Linked DNA regions of Zea mays: region 2 is linked to region 1. Evidence: chromatin contacts called from public Hi-C data. All regions are on one chromosome and are shown on one strand. Each heading gives the region's core, a stretch centred on a gene start, on an enhancer-like site or on the middle of the called end of the contact. The rest is flanking DNA. Distances are from core to core; before and after follow the strand shown. Region 1 holds the start of LOC100280417 (Rop guanine nucleotide exchange factor 14). Region 2 holds the start of LOC100501454 (nine-cis-epoxycarotenoid dioxygenase6).

What was found. A called contact is a pair of places that touch in the nucleus more often than the background predicts.
Region 2: a contact with region 1 is called in a Hi-C map of ear, with 1.8 times the contacts expected there. The contact joins the promoter of LOC100501454 here to the promoter of LOC100280417 in region 1. A contact is called at or near these places in 2 of 25 Hi-C or Micro-C datasets (ear and leaf).

The regions. Positions count from the first base shown.
Region 1 is chr4:164,699,056-164,701,755 of Zm-B73-REFERENCE-NAM-5.0, forward strand. It overlaps LOC100280417 (Rop guanine nucleotide exchange factor 14), which reads right to left and starts at 1,391. Exons shown (of 8, transcript NM_001153340.1): 1 at 1,274-1,391; 2 at 774-1,002. The coding sequence starts at 954.
Region 2 is chr4:164,879,796-164,882,495 of Zm-B73-REFERENCE-NAM-5.0, forward strand. LOC100501454 (nine-cis-epoxycarotenoid dioxygenase6) reads right to left here and starts at 1,415. Exons shown (of 1, transcript NM_001196164.2): 1 at 1-1,415. The coding sequence starts at 1,330.

The DNA.
Region 1 (2,700 bases), core at 141-2,640:
TGAAGTCCAACGACGGGTGCCTTTCCCCCGCGCAGTGTCTAAAAAGCAGCAGTGTATCACTAATGAGTGAGGAAACCGGCTAGCTAGTCTTTTGCGCACAAAGTCAATAAAAGGGCGCAGATGCCGCACGGCGCGCGCCTGACATTGCAGAAAACAGCCGAGGACCACTCCTGTTCTGAGCTGTATACAAACCTGCATGCTAACGAGCTCTAATATAAAAAAATTATAAAGATAGATGGAAGTAGCAAAAGGAACTCTCATTCGATTGTGCGATCCATGGAGAGCTAGCCACAAAGGTAAACGCAAATGGCAGTCAGGCACTCAGGCTGACACAAAAATGGCTCGCATGGAGTCTACGGGCTGTTGCAAACTTGCAATGGAAGGAGCAAGCTACTACAGCTGTGAATGCAGAACATGGTTTGGCGCGGCCGGGCCGGCCCCTGGTCGCATTAGGTGGGGCACAAGGCCGTGTGTCTCGTCGCTCCAATCTCCCTGTGACCCCCTCGCACGTTCCCAACCCACCGCACGGCCTGGGCGCTGCTCAATGGGAGGGACACTGTAGGGACGAGACGTCGCCCACGTTGCCGTCGCTCTCTAGCCTCTACTGGTGTCTAGTGTCTACCTATCCCTTTTTTATTTTTTTATATACATTTTCTCATCTTCTGTTGTGCGCAGTGCGGCAGGTGAAAAAGCTGGTGGATATATATTTTCTCATCTTCTGTTGTCGCCCCCAGGATCTAGATTACTGTTGGGAGGGAGTGAGGATTGCTTACTGTCGGGCTCTTGGTCCATGTCGATGCTCAAGTCCTGGGGCCGCCGCCGGCAGCACGCCAGCGCCTTCATCTTCATTCTCCGCCGATCCCTCCTCGCTCCTCTCCTCTTACCGCGCCGCAATGCCAGCAGCAATAACTGAAAAAGACAGGAGGAGACGAAACCCCACCGTAGCATCAGCATTTGATTGGGTTCGAATGAGAAGCAGGCCGGTCGCCGGACCGCAAACAGCTGCAAATAAATAAATAAATAAATAAATAAATAAATAAATAAAAGCGCAGCGATCTTGCAAAGATCACCCAACGCTAGTCTTCCCCTCCCCTGTGGTAGTAGTGATGAAGGAGAGGAGAAGGCGGGGAACACGAAGCTCTCGGGGCCGGGAAGGCACGCACTGCGGCAGGAACTGGAGCAGCACCGCGCGGCATTTCTGAGATAATACAGGTTCTTTGCGGAATGTCGGGGTCGGCAGGAGGGTAGAGGGAGAGAGGGGCAGCCGAAGTACCTTTGCAGCGTCGACGCCGCCCCAACAGCAACACGAGTCAGCGACCAGCGGGCGTCCGACACGGAGGAGAAGCCAAATGGACTTAGCCCGGGGGGGGGGGAGAGAGAGAGAGAGAGAGAGAGAGAGCGAGAGAGAGAGAGCGAGAGAGAGAGAGAGAGAGAGAGAGAGAGAGAGAGAGAGAGAGAGAGAGAGAGAGAGAGAGAGGGAGGGAGGGAGGGAGGGAGGGGGGGGGGGAGGGAGGGAGGGAGGGAGGGAGGGAGGGAGAGAGAGAGAGAGAGAGAGAGAGAGAGAGAGAGAGAGAGAGAGAGAGAGAGAGAGAGAGAGAGAGAGAGAGAGAGAGAGAGAGAGAGAGAGAGAGAGAGAGAGAGAGAGAGAGCACGCTGCTCGCTGCTCGCCGCTCGCCGCAGGGGGGAGCAGTAGCGCAGGCAAGGGAAAGGGATGGAAGCTGGAACTGGAAGGGGAAGGACCGAAGGAGTGGATGGGACTCGGGAGTGCGTGTGGTCGTGAAAATGGAGTTGGAACTGTCCGAGACCGACTGACTCTATTGAGTAATAAATGCTGGAGGAAGACGGAGTAAGCAGCAACAGCGACCAGGTGATTGAATCGAGCGATTCGGACTTGGGAGAGGACCGGACGTGTGAGCGAGCGGCAGCAACTGACGGCCTACACGGCTACTACTACATGGGACGATCTCATCCGTGCCGCGGCTAGACGTCGCTCAACGAGCTCCCACGATCCAACTTTTGAGCAACGCAGACAGACAGGCTCATGTGATGATGCATCACTCTCTCCCTCCACAACTTTTCACGGTACCCGGCCATAGTAGCACTTGTGTGTTTTTTTTAAAGGAGAACTTTGTTAGCCTCCTCCACTAGTAGTGTGATATCCTTAGCTTTTCCCCAGGTTTGCTTGCATTGACCAAACCAGAAACCACGAGGCGGTGCCGGTGAGAGGGATTGGAGCCATCTGCATGCTCCGGGTGGGTGGGGGCCTGGGTGGTGCACACAGCATCCAATGCTCTACTGCAATGGCGACGTTGCTTGCATCTCGTCCTCCCACTCCATCCTCTCCTCTGGCCTCCTGCAGCCGAGGGTGAGAGAGAGAGAGAGCAGTACAGCATCTGTGCGTGCAGCCGAAACCGAAACGAAAACGGACCGCTCTACGGATTTGTGCAGCATTGATTTTAATCGCTACGGTGCTGATGAACGCCTCGGAGATCCTGGCTGGCTCGATGGCTCAGCTGACAGCGTACTACGCGCACAGAGACGGATGCATTGATGTTAGCCGAAGAATAGAAGGATCGCTAGAGACAAAGCCGTCCATCGTCTGCTTGGTCCCCGTCCCCGAGTGTCACGCCGGATTTTATATAGGATAAAATAAAACTACGTGCATGTGTGCTTTAGGGCCAATTTTTTTCCATAAAAACG
Region 2 (2,700 bases), core at 165-2,664, 180 kb after region 1:
TGTTGAAGCCCGGCACCTCGAACCACCGCATCTCCGACTCGTCCGTGGCGTACTTCGGGAGCACGCCGAGCCGGGGCACCTTGCCGGAGTCAGACCCCACGGGCGCGCCGCCCGTCACCATGCCCATGGGCTGCATGACGATCTGTATCTCCGGGAAGATGGCGTACCGCTCCGTGACGGCGAAGTCGTGCAGGAACGACGGCTGCTGCACCGAGAAGATGGGCACGTCGGGGCCCTTGTTCCCGGCCGGGTCGAACCGGAAGTAGGTGACGAACGGCGGCACGGGGCCGTAGCGGAACGCGAAGACCTCGCCGGTGACGGGGTCTTTCTTCGGGTGAGCGGTCATGCCCATGAAGAGGCGGCCGCCGAAGTCGCACCGGCCGTGCGTGGTCACCTCGCCGGTGGCCGGGTCGACGCGCACGGTGTACGGGAGATCCGACTCGCCAAGCGCGTAGAGGCGGCCGCCGAAGAAGGCGAGGCTGGTGTTAGCGAGCCCCACGCCCTCGGCTGGGTTCATCTGCCCGGTGAGCACTCTGGCCGCCACGACGGCGCCGCGCGCCAGGCCGGCCACGCCGTGGAAACCCGAGAAGACGTTCGGCATGACCGGCGCTCCCGCGTCACGCTCCACGAGGTACTTGTACGTCTGCACGTAGCGCGAGCAGAGGACGGGGTCCGACGACGGCGGGGACCCCGCCGTCGGGAGGAGGAGCGAGTGCAGCATGCCGTCGCCGTCGAAGAGGTGGTGCGGCCCACGGGGGAGGTGCTGCGGGTTGGGCCCGTTGCGGATGTAGGCGCCCCCGGCGAGGCAGCGCGGGATGGCGCCGCGCACGACGGGGCAGGGCGTCGGCGGCAGCTCGTCCACTGGCGCGAAGTTGGTCGACAGCACGTTCCGGGGGTCCACGGACGGCCGCAGCGCCGGAGGGTCGACGAACGTGTTGATCGCCTCCTCCAGCGCGCTGCAGAACGCCATTGGCAGGGACGTGGCTGCCGGGGCAGGCCGGCGGCGAGGCTCAGCCCGAGCCCGAGCCCGAGCCTGGCTCGGCGCACGTGCAGTTCTTGAAGTGCTGGTCTTGGCGGCCACGAGATCTTCCAGCTCCTGTCGCCCGGTCTGTTTCGGAGCAGTGGACTGGACATTGTCAGTGGACGGAGGGGCGGTGACAACAGTGGCAGATGCGGCGGCCGACGGCGGCAGAGACGGGGCACTCTTCTTCCTGTAGCTGGAGTTGTGTGCAGCAGCAGAGGCGGAAGGAGGGATGTAGTGAACCCTCCGGGACGATCTTGAAGCGTGTGCACTCAAGCAGAGGTTAGAGGTGATCAGTGTTCTCTCCATTCTGCAACCTGGCCTTTAGATCAATGTGTGTGGATTTGGATCAAAGCTTAGAGCACAAGTAATTATGGAGCAGCGCAATCTGCTCACCAAATTGGTGTGCTAGAAAGAAGTGCTTCTGACCTTGCATATATATAGGCCTAGCGCTAGCTCGAGGATCTAGGGAGATAGTACTACTAATCATAGAAGTGGTGGCTGATCCTTGTCATATAGACTACCCCTGCAAAAGGCGCATGTATATAGATGGATTTTGGAGCGCTACGTTTCATATGTTGAAAAAGGGCATGATAAAGAAATAAAAATATCAGAGCAAACAAACCAAAATATACTTAACGGTACACGCACTTGTGTGTGTTTTGTTTCGTTTTAATCTGTTACTATTCGGTTGCCCGTGCGTTGCAACAACTCATAACAATACCCACGTAAACTATGCACCAAAAAGATCTAAAGATTTTTATTGATTGTCTCTGCTTTCTGCATAATTTTTTTTATTTGACTAAGCGAGTCGACATCGTGGTAAAGAAAAGGTCATGTAGACAGGCGATGTCAAACCATCGAATGGGTACCATAGGTAGCAAATCAGGGACCTCATCCATCGCCTCTCCCACTTCCAAAGTTTCGTAGACCAGGAAGGGAAGGAAAGAGGCAGTCATACATGTTCGTTGCCGGAGAAGGACACGACGAAGACATGGACATCTGGAGGCGACATAGGTAATATACCGCTAGATACATACATGGAGACAGCACACAAGCGGAGAAAGAAGCCCAATCAGGGCAACTCCAAACCGAGAGGCACCCGCACCAGGCGTCAGTCCGAAAAAGGCGAGAGAATGCGAGTGCCTTCCAGCCCTGGATCCGCCGAGGCGACACAACACCACCACCAACTCCGTAGCATATGTCGACTACTGCCGCGCTACAGGCTTTGATTGTCCAATATCTCAGATCTGGACTCGTCATCGCCAAGATAACCTAAGTGTGGCAGGCACCGTCGTGTCCTCCTCGGCAACACGCACGAAGAAAAGTTAGGAGCAAGATTGACTTGCCCGTACCCGCGTTGACGAGCGTCGGTCGGCTCACGGCTGCGACCGTAGGCAGGGGCAGCAGGTTGGGGAGAAAGAAAAGGGCGAAGGCCAAGAAGACGAACGGGACGTCCGACGACAGCGAAAACGATGGTGCGTGCATGCTATGAAACACCCTCGTGGACGTGCAATAGCCACTGCGCGGGTCGGTGTCGGGGCTGGTGTCGGACTAATACGGAGAGGAGACGCCTGCTCCCACGCCGTCTGCCGAGAATGCGTGGCACGGAGGCGAAGGCATGAGGGGAGAGAGAAAATAAGCAGAATGACGAACGAGGTGGCGGCAACTGAGGTGAG